Linked DNA regions of Anas platyrhynchos: region 1 is linked to region 2. The links are chromatin contacts, called in public Hi-C maps. All regions are on one chromosome and are shown on one strand. Each heading gives the region's core, a stretch centred on a gene start, on an enhancer-like site or on the middle of the called end of the contact. The rest is flanking DNA. Distances are from core to core; before and after follow the strand shown. Region 1 holds the start of PLEKHA3 (pleckstrin homology domain containing A3). Region 2 holds the start of LOC101803952 (cytochrome c, somatic).

Region 1 (5,434 bases), core at 626-3,125, 140 kb before region 2:
TTCCTGTGTTCAACAAAATATTTAATAAATTCCTTCACAAGTCCTTAGATGAACATCTATTATTTAAGTAAGAAGGAGGAAACTAAATAATGTTTTCCACAAGCAACAATAACAAGCTCCTTTGCTGCTTGGCTTCTACTGTAAATAGTACCACAAATACCACAGCCTATTTTTGGCTACAAAAACATGTACGAGAGTAACAAGAAAGTTGATAACAACTTTAAAAAAATTCACTGATATGCTTTTTTTTAAAAAAAAAAAAAGTTTCCCTCATATTCAGAAAGTTCTTGGGTATTTCTGACACTATAATTTCCAAATGCAACTGGAGCAGATGCTGTCAGCTGGGCAACACACATGGAAGGAAGGGCTCTGCAGTTCAGTATATTGGAGGGCTGCTGACTTTTAGTAGAAGTTAGCTGCATATAAGTTTTTACCAAACACCACAAAGGTTCATTACCCATGACCTTTTACCTTTCACTGAAGCACTTCTGGTCACAAAAAAATGGAAGTGAAAAACACCATTCTATTTTGAAAAGAAATTTGCAGTCATTTTCATACTTAGCCACTTTTTTTTCCACTATGTTATTTCCCCGCATTCACTGTGAAGTGACCAAAACATCTAATCTAACAGCTATTTAATTCCAGCACAAGAATGGAATCCTTTCACTGGAAGGCCAGTATACCTGGATGTGGATTTCCTCTGAAAAATACAAAACTACGTACATTTCAATTCCAAGCAAGCACACAATCCTTCTAGTGTGAGGCCTGCACTTTATAAATGCTCAGAACTGAGTTTTACACCACTCCGCATTCAACACCTGAATTCACCAAACTTAAAAAAACAGCGCAGACGAAGACCAAGAGGGCAAAGAAGGCACGGACGGACTGCCAAAACCACCGAAGAGGCCTGGTGAGGCACAGTATGTGATCCGGCTCTGATCTGCTCTACAGCCACAAGTACAGCATCAAAGAGGAATCTTCTTCCCCTTGGAAGTACAGCCTGTCCACTGCTGTCTCCGGGGGGAGGTGACGGCTCTGCTATGACAGAGGGAGAACCAAACACTTCTGACAGCAAACGCAGGCCTTTAGTGCGCTTCTGCCCACAGCACTTCACAAAACACATTTACCCAGAACGTGTCCTCCAGAACCAAACTTTGTTTGCGTATTTCACAGGTTAGGATACAGTCGCAGAAAGTCCAAAAAACGACCATCCCAGGCCGAACCAAGAGAACCCAGGCTCGGCAAGCCTTTAGCACCCAATATTTAAAGACCGAGCCCTGCCTGACGCCTCAGCCGCACGTGGGGACACCGGCCGGGCTGCGCGCCGCAAGCATAAGATGGAGGGGAAGGATGCGACAGCCGCAACGAGCCGCACGGGGCAGCGGCCGCCCGCGGGCCGCCCGGCAGAGCCCCCGACCCGGCTGTCAGCCCGCAGCCCGCAGCCCCCGCCGGCCCCGGCTGCCCGGAGCCCGGCGCCCCTCACGCAGGCTCCGCCGCGCCGCAGGCCCGGCCGCCCCGAGCCGCCCCCGGCCCCGGCCCCGGCCCGGCCCCGGCCCCGGCCGCGGCGCCTACCCGCCAGGTAGTTGGTCCACTTGTACAGGGCCCCCTCCATCGCTCACAGCCCCGCGCCGCCCCGCATCCTCCTGCGCCGCCGCGGGGAAAGCGCGGCCGCCGCCGCCGCCGCCGCTGCGGGGATGGGCGCTCCCCTCCCGTTCCCGCCGCTGCTCCCTGCGCGGAGGCGGAGCCGCTCGGCCCGGCCCGGCCCGGCCCGGCCCGGCTCGGCCCGGCTCGGTTCAACCCAGCCCCGGCACGGCGGCGGCCCCGGCGGCGCCACCCGGCCGGCGGGGCGCTCCGCGCCTCCCATGCGCGCCCCCCCCCGGGCGCTCCCAGCCGTCCCCCTCGCTTCCTGGGGCCGGCCCCGGGAGCCGGCCCGGCCCGCCCACAGCCAGCCGGCCCTGCTGCAGCAGTGCCACGCCGGCGGCCTGCGCGGAGCGAGATGGGCCGCGACATGATCCTGGTCCCCATCCTGCTGCTGCGCCTCCTCGCCATGGCCCCGGCCCCGGCGCGGGCCGAGGGCGTCGCGGCGGCGGCGGAGGAGGTTAAAATAGAGGTGCTGCACCTCCCCGAGAGCTGCAGCCCCAAGAGCAAGAAGGGGGACCTGCTGAACGCGCACTACGACGGCTTCCTGGCCAGCGACGGCTCCAAGTTCTACTGCAGGTGGGCGGCGGGGCAGCTGGGGCAGCGTCTGCTGACATTAATACCCTCCCTAACCCCCCCCCCCCCGCCCCACAAAGCCTTTTTTATTTTCTATTTTTTACCCCTAAGCTGAGCGCTGAAGGATTTCTGAAACCAGCGCGTGGCGGTTTGCTGGAAATAAGTCGTTTTGGACAGAAATGTCAGTGCAGGCTTCTGCCTGGTTGGCATGGCGGCTGTCGGGCTCTCCTCCTCGCACCCATCTTGCTGTTTGAGCGTGCACGTCCCGTCCATCCCTCAGCAGGCTGCCTCTGCGCGTTTTGCTGAAGCCGTTGTGCAAAAGCTTCGTTTTATTTTTAGTCTTAGTTTTAACAGTGCCTTGCTTTTCTTGTTGGTGCATCCTGCCGAGAGTGGCAGGACTCGCTGTGCAGAGCTGCAGAGGGGAAGTCCTCCTGCATCAGGCTCGTTGCTTGCCCATATATCACAGATCTGGCTGGCATTGATGGGCCTAGTTTATTACCCAACCTTGATTCATCCCCTCCCTTGCATTATTTAAGAAAAAATCCATAGAGGATAATGCTACATTTAACTGCCATTTTACTGACACTTTTTTCCTGTTGGAGTGTCTAATTTTGACACATTTAGTGCTGCCCTTTGACTTTTGAGCTGCTCATTCACAGCTCAGTGTAGCTCCCATAGGAGGGACGCCTTTGAGCGGAAGCTGGCTCAGACACTGCTGTAAGTGAACAGAGCAGCGGGTGAGCACACAGCACTGTAGCCAAGGTTTCCACATTCCCCCAACACTCAGTAGCGTGCTCCGTCCCGTCCCATCCCATCCCATCCCATCCCATCCCATCGTGAGCAGCTGAAGTTGTTCTCAGTTCACAGCAGTGAATTCATCCCAACTCTCCTCTCACAGACTTCCTGAAGTAACACTTTGCATGCAGCCTATCTCATCAGGAGGATTGAATGGTTTTAGTAAGAAGTTAGTTTTTTACATGTCCTGTGATTTCAAATGGAGGTTACCATTTACACATATCAAGATTTGACCTTAAATAAATTGTGAGTGTAGCAGAAAAATAGCGTTAATACTTAGGATATTCTTGCATTCTAAATGTTCTTGCGTTTAAATAATTTAATGCATGCTTTTACCAACTGCTAATTTAAAGTCATTTAAAAAATACAAATGCTAAATTAATTGTTATCCACTCACAATTGTTTTAATAGTCGGACGCAAAATGAAGGTCATCCAAAATGGTTCGTTCTGGGTGTTGGACAAGTCATAAAAGGTTTAGATATCGCTATGATGAATATGTGTCCTGGAGAAAAACGGAAAGTGATCATTCCTCCATCATTAGCATATGGACAGCAAGGATACGGTAAAAAAAAAAAAAAGATTTTAAATACTAAACTTTGTCTTTGCTTTGTTTTATTGCTCTGAAATCAGGTATGAACTTATGATGCTTAAGTGTGCAGTCCATTTAAAAAAAATGTTCAAGTAAGAGCATTATGCAGTGTCAGTACTCAGTTGCAGATAAATTAAATTCAGCTCTGGCTTGGGTGTAGTAGTTTCTCTGAAAAGGTAGCTCCTGCTGTGTAGTAATTATTTGGCAATGGTATTGTGTTAGAATCACGTGCACTGGTTCTGTCTTTGATACAATTCTGTTCTAGCCAATGAAGTTTAGTAGGAATAATTTGTTGTCCCTTGAGTGTAATGTTTTAATAAAAAAGTCTTGTAACAATAAGGAAAAACACTGATACAAAAATACATTCTTTAAATCTAATACTAGCATTGTTTGTTCTAGGTAGCACTTCAAGAAAATACTGCTTTCCTACAGTATACTTGTCCTCTGTCTCAGCGTATTCCTGCATGTTGGGGAAGATGCCTGCCTAATCTTGAATTAGAAAAGATGCATGTGGCTTTCTAAATCTTTACATGTCTTTCTTTTGTTGGTATGTATATTTGTAAACTACAGGCACTGAATTCTAGTACTGTATCTTTATTTAGTAGATAATATATAAACCATGACATATGTTCAGATATATTTAAAACTTCTACACATTCAAGCTTGTAAGATTAAAATCTTTTGAACTCTGAAGCATGTCATTTTTTATACAGATATTTTAGATGAGAAGTGCAAGTAATAGTTTTGTTTGCCTTGTGCTTATAAACAAGTTTATGAAAGATGGTCACAAGCTCAAAATTCTGTCAAAATTCTGAGGTTACAATGTCATGCTCACTAGCTTTGGCTACGAATAGAAACAGCTTGCATGTTTACATTTTAATTTTACACTGCACAATTTCTAGATGCTTTTTTGGCTTTACTTTCAGACCTCATTAATTTATTCTTGTCTCTTCCAGTTCCTGTTTTAGCCAGATGCATGATGCAATGATCTATGCTTACAGGCAAATGCTCTGACACAGGAATAACAGTGTCTAACATGTTTCGGTATCTTTTTACTAGAGACCAGATAAAATATTCAAGTAGTTCTCTTTGTTGTTGTTGTTGTTTTGGTTTGGTTTGGTGAATCAGTTCAATTACACATTATTGCTTCTTTCTAGTGAGATGCATATTCAAATCACCATTTTGCATAATGTCCTTTTAACCATAGATATAATTCATAGTAAGTTTGTAAAACCTGATATTACCTGCTTGTTTCTTCAGAAAGAAAATACATACGAGTGTCAGCCTAGTACAGTAATCATTTAAATCACATTACAAATATTAAATAAAGTTAAACATCATAGAATTTATCTCTCAATAAGCCCCATCATAAGACAGTATGTGAAATAGTGAGAAGTTCAGAAATAGCTATTTTTCACAACACACAAACTCTTCTCAAAATGATATACATCTTCATTTTTAAAAGTACCTGAATTGATATGATCAATATAATTTTGTTTTGGGGACGTATATTGTTTGTAAATCTCTCTTGAAGTCATTTGTGTAACACAGTTACCTGCTCAATGCATGCCACTCCTGTTTTTTCAGAACATGAACAATCGTCCTGTCTAGCTGTGTAATATTTAAATCCAGAGTTTAATCTGAATATTAACAGTCTTTTGTAGTAGGAAAAATAAGACAATTTACATGTGCATTTACCATATGTGTGATCACTGAACATTTTTTTTGATCTCTTAAATGTGTTCTTTCTTTTATTCATAGCACAGGGCAAGATTCCACCAAATGCAACATTGATCTTTGAGATTGAACTTTATGCAGTAAATAAGGGACCTCGC
Region 2 (5,126 bases), core at 363-2,862:
ATACACATACATACATACATATATATATATACACACATACATACATACATATATATATATGTATATGTATATATATGTATGTATGTATGTGTGTATATATATATATGTGTATATATATATATATACACACACATATATATATATATTTTATATATATAATGTATATATATTATATATATATATTATATATATATAATGTATTTATATATAAAAATAATATGCATAAAATAAATATAAATATATATTTAGTTTATATATAATATATATAAATGATTTTTTATATAATATATACATATATATATATAATGCATATATACTATGATATATATTATTTATATATATAAATAATGTGAAATGTGTTCATCTGATTCGTGTCAGTATGGAACGGTGCTAGGGCCGCATGGTATGATGAATGTGACCTTCTCTCTTACCCTTGTATAACCACAAGTCTAAGAAAAACAGAATGGTTAATGTATATAGTTCTTGTACCTTGCAAAGGCATATTTTAACAATTCGTGGCAATAGAGAGCAGTTCTGTCTGTCTCTGGGTCCTGCACTGGCAATTTAATTCTTCCACAGATGTGGTTTCTTCCCTTTCCTCCCAGTGTCCCAGTCTCCCCCTCATTATAGTCAAATTATCAAATCTTCAGAAATATTCCTCAAATCCATGAGCCTATTTTGCTTTTGTTATTCCGAACTCTTATTCCTAACAGTTGCAGCCTTTTTGCCTTTGTGGTTGATTTAGCACTGCTATAGATGTGACTGGAGTGTCCCTGTGAATGGCCTGTGAGGAATGTTTTAACAACACCTGAAGTGTCAATAGAGAGCTATTTGTATTTGTATGTTCTTTCTTTGAAGTCTCTGATGTCTGGGGGTTTCAGAACAACTGCTAACAACTAGTAACTGTTACGGCTTCTGAATGGGACACTATGCAAGCCCCTGATATCTGGCCAGGTGGCCAGGAGATTAAGGAGAAGAAAGAAAGAAGCTGAAGGACGGCTGGAAGACAAAACTTGCAGGGGACGCTGTGTAAGCTTTTGACATGCTGCCAAGGAGTACAAAGGGGAAGGACAAGAAAAAAAAAAATGAGAGGAAGACTACGAGCCTTCAGCATGAAAGACCCCCAGAGACCCCTAGGGGGACCACCAGAGACTGATGAGCATGCTCCAGTAGGAGGGTTTGGATCCCAGAAGCTAATTATAATAACCCGTTTTTTTAAAAAAGTAGTAATGAATATGTATTAGCCTAGGAGCATAAAAATCAGCTACTTGAGGTAACTGGTGTGTGTCTAGGTGGAGCGGAGACTCGCGACGCACCCTGCGCTGTTTGCTTACCTCTATTCTTTTAATAAATTGTAAACTTTGATTATAATCCTATTTTAGGACTGAGCGAATTTATAACACATAATATATATAAAGTAAAAAAAATATAAATATATGATATCAAATATATATATTACATTAAATAATATATATATATATATATTTATTTATATTATATTATATATAATACATATAAAAGTCCCGAGGCAGCCTTCTCCAGGCTGATCAGCCCCAGCTGCTCTCAGACGTGCCCCTGTCCCATAACCATCTCCGTAGCCCTTCCCGGACTCCCTCCAGCCGCTCCATGTCTCCCGCTCCCCGGGGAGCCCCGACCTGGGCGCAGCAGTGCAGGCGCTCCGAGGCAGGACCCCTCCCTCGTCCTGCAGTCACCCTTCTCCCAGCGCAGCCCAAGGTGCCATCCACTTTCTCCACAGCCAGGGCACTGGCTCATGGTCAGTTTCAGCGTCCACCAGGTCGTGGCAGTGACCCGAGGACGCCATTTGCTGGCGGCTCCCAGCCCTCTGCCTTGCCGCACACGGGGCCTCCGGCTGCCGGCCGGCCCCAGCCTGCTGCTGCCTGCTGCGGAGCCCGGGGGCAGCCCCAGCCCTGCCGTTGGGACCGTTGGGAGCGTTGGGACCGTTGCCATATCGCGCGACGCCCACCCCTGCCCGCTCCCGCCAGAACAAGCGGGAGAGGCGGCTGCCGGGGGCGGCCTGCGGCCCTTGGGCGCTGGGCGGCTGGCAGGCGACAGAGTAAGAGGGGGTCTCTGAAGGGACGCGGCCTGAGCACAACTCTTCTTTTTTATTTTTTCTGAAGTTTCAAGTTGAAAACCTGTTTGGGGATAACTTAAAAACCTGTTTGGGGATAATGAAAAAATTTTCTTCCTCATTCTTGATAAGGCACTAGAAGAAGCACAGTCCATGGGCTGTAATAGCGCACTGGGCACTTCCCTTTCTAATTGTACATCGAATTTATTTTTATTTTTTTAAAGGGTGATTCGTGCATAGTAACTGAAGTAGGGAAGCACGATCCTGTGGCTGGCTGTGGCTAGTTCTGTGCTGTGCTGTTGTCCCACTGAGGCTTCTGCCCTCCCTGGCGCGGCCTCGCTTCGAGTGACGTGGAGTTTGGACGTGGAGTTTGGATCCAGTGTAACTGCTCACCCTGGCCTATGTGGCTGATGCAATTTGACTTTTTATGAGTAAAAACACAGCCTTTTTTTTTTTTTTTTTTTTTTTCCCCTGGTTATGTGAAAAACTTCTGCAAACAGGCTGTGGAATTCTGTGTTGTTTCCTTAACTATGCCAGTTCCTGGCTGGTTCACACTGCGTGCTGAAGCACTGCTTTATCTGCTAGTCAACCCTGCAGACTGCATGCGGAAGAAAAACACAACCAACCTAAAATAAAACACTTCAGTGTTTCTAGATAATCAGTGCCTGTTCACCACCAGCAGTTCTATCAAGTGAATTCTAGCTGCTGTTTTATGAATGGATGAGGAAAACTGCTTTTGTTTGCACTTCAGCGATTCTAATGCACAGCATGGTTATCATCGGTAACTATTCTAGAAAAATGAGGAAAGGAAGGGTCTCCTGTGATACGGACCGGACCGTGCTGGTTCTTAAATAGTTCTGTTCTTTATCTAGATCTCAAATAGCTTTCTAAAGGTCCAGATTGCTTTTGCAGAGATGGAAACTGACATATGAGTAATAGTATGTCAGTTTCCATCTCTGCAACATAGTACCTGACCAAAACTGCATATAAAGCTCAGGTTCTCTGAGCTTCTGTCCAGTACTTTTTTTTTCAGAAAGAAACATTCACCCCAGAAGAGATTTTTTAAAAGGCTAACTTACTAGAATAAATGTCAAAACCCTGTAGTGGTTGATGAAGGCTGTTTTTGAATATATTGTGTAGACTATTAAATTTTTTAAAAGTTAGAACTGAATGCTAAAAAGTAAACCTAACATTGTTCTGTAAGTCAAGTGCAGTGTGAAGCATGAATATCTTCTTGGGCAAATACAAAGAATCGACAGCTCCCTTTTATATATAATTAATCACTTTATATTAGCTATTTATTACACATTGTTGGTTTAGTTAACATTGTCTAACATGCATCTGTTGAGTGATTGTTAATTGGCTGATCATTGTATCTGTACTGCAGTGAATTTCTGTCATTGTTTGATCAGGTTGATTATATGTCTTTGAATACTGTGTTTGAACATTTCCCAATTGGCATCTCATCATCAATACAATACTAAGTTGTCTTGGATACAGCAAACATTGTTCCATACTTGCTTTATTAGACTACAGATAGCTTGCCTCTGATTGCATTGTTTAGCAGTTTTATTGATTGCATTCTCAAGTGCCCCATTACTGAAGTGGTATATCTACAATGACCAGACTTCATTTTTCAGGCCTTTATACATTGAAGTCATCCTTTTAATTCCTTCTATTTGGATTTGTTTGGAAAAGGTGTTACAACACATTTTATACTTGTGCACAAAAGTGTCCCTTCTAGTAAAGACCAAGTTCTTGTATAATAACACATTGAAACTCTTGTTTGTCATTGTTTGTTATTGCTTGCATTCAGTTTTGCTTTTTTTTTTTTTTTCTTCTTTTAATTTATCAGCTTTCCTGTCCAGCCCTCTGATTTTGAATTCATACTGTCTACAGATGTTATTTATAGGATCTGTAAGGGAACATATTTAAAACAAGTATTTGTGAAAACACTCTTCAACAAGTTCTGAATTTTTCATTACAATGCTTTCCTGTCTAAATCACAATTTCAGCATATTGCGGTATTTGGTTCTCAAGAGTACTCTTTGTATTGTTTAACTGAAAACATGCTTATATTCAGATTGTTATAAAATAATTGCATCGTTTTAATAAATCCTAACAAAACTTATTCCTAAGTAAAGGGAAAGTAATTACAACTTTTCATTTTCCTATACTAGAAAAGCAAATGCTTGGTTATTTTGATGTCAGATTAGGGAACATTTTTGAAAAGTCCTTCTACATAAATTATCATAGAAAATAACATTTAATCAATAAATATTAAGGTTATTCATCAAATATATTAATGGTTACATTAATATGTTGTATTAGAAAACATTAAGCTTTGCATCTCCCTGTGGCTTTTTCCTGTGAGGTCAGGGTGAGGTGCTCCTAGAGGCACCTGGAAGGGCTCCTAGAAGTTTGGTTTCTAGCCAGGAATAATCCTTGTGAATCTTCACATCTCTACTGTGGTGGCAGCTTCCCTCCTGCTTTCAAGAGATTTCCTGGGTACAGGAGGATAGACCAGAGTGAGGGATGTTTTGGATAGGTGATGGGAGTTGAATTCTACAGTTCTGGAGACATTCTAAGTATCACTGTAACCCACAGGGAAATCCTGAGGTGCTGCTGTGTTTTAAATAGGTCTTCTAGACAGAAGTACATTGACCTTTACTCTTACCATGGAAGTAACTCAAAGCTACCATAACTTCCAAAGATGTGAGTGGAAAATTCAGTCTCCCTCTGAGATGCTGCAAAAAACTCATGATGCTTTTCTCTAATTGTAAGTTAGATCACTTAAAAAAATAAATAATAATGACCATCAACAACCAGATCATGTTAAGAAACTTTGCACCTTAACAAAGCCTTATTGAAACTTACATCCGTAAGTAAGTCAGGTCATATTTTCATTAGTTTGAGGCATGTTATCTTTTATTACTGTGCAAGAAGAAGATATTCTCTAAAACTGTAGAAGATGACAAATATAACAACAGCAAACATTTCTATAACATCGTGCATTATTTTTTTTTCGGCAGAGCTC

Evidence for each region. Hi-C and Micro-C count contacts between places; a contact is called where the count stands out from the background.
Region 1: a contact with region 2 is called in a Hi-C map of liver, with 4 times the contacts expected there. The contact joins the promoter of PLEKHA3 here to the promoter of LOC101803952 in region 2. A contact is called at or near these places in 2 of 8 Hi-C or Micro-C datasets (F1 follicle and liver).

The regions. Positions count from the first base shown.
Region 1 is chr7:24,132,420-24,137,853 of IASCAAS_PekinDuck_T2T, reverse strand. It overlaps PLEKHA3 (pleckstrin homology domain containing A3), which reads right to left and starts at 1,875. Exons shown (of 8, transcript XM_027462065.3): 1 at 1,573-1,875. The coding sequence starts at 1,612. It overlaps FKBP7 (FKBP prolyl isomerase 7), which reads left to right and starts at 1,916. Exons shown (of 4, transcript XM_027462068.3): 1 at 1,916-2,217; 2 at 3,421-3,572; 3 at 5,361-5,434. The coding sequence starts at 1,997. PJVK (pejvakin) reads right to left here. Exons shown (of 9, transcript XM_072041027.1): 9 at 5,360-5,434.
Region 2 is chr7:23,988,267-23,993,392 of IASCAAS_PekinDuck_T2T, reverse strand. LOC101803952 (cytochrome c, somatic) reads left to right here and starts at 1,612. Exons shown (of 3, transcript XM_072041022.1): 1 at 1,612-1,774; 2 at 5,122-5,126. The coding sequence starts at 1,627.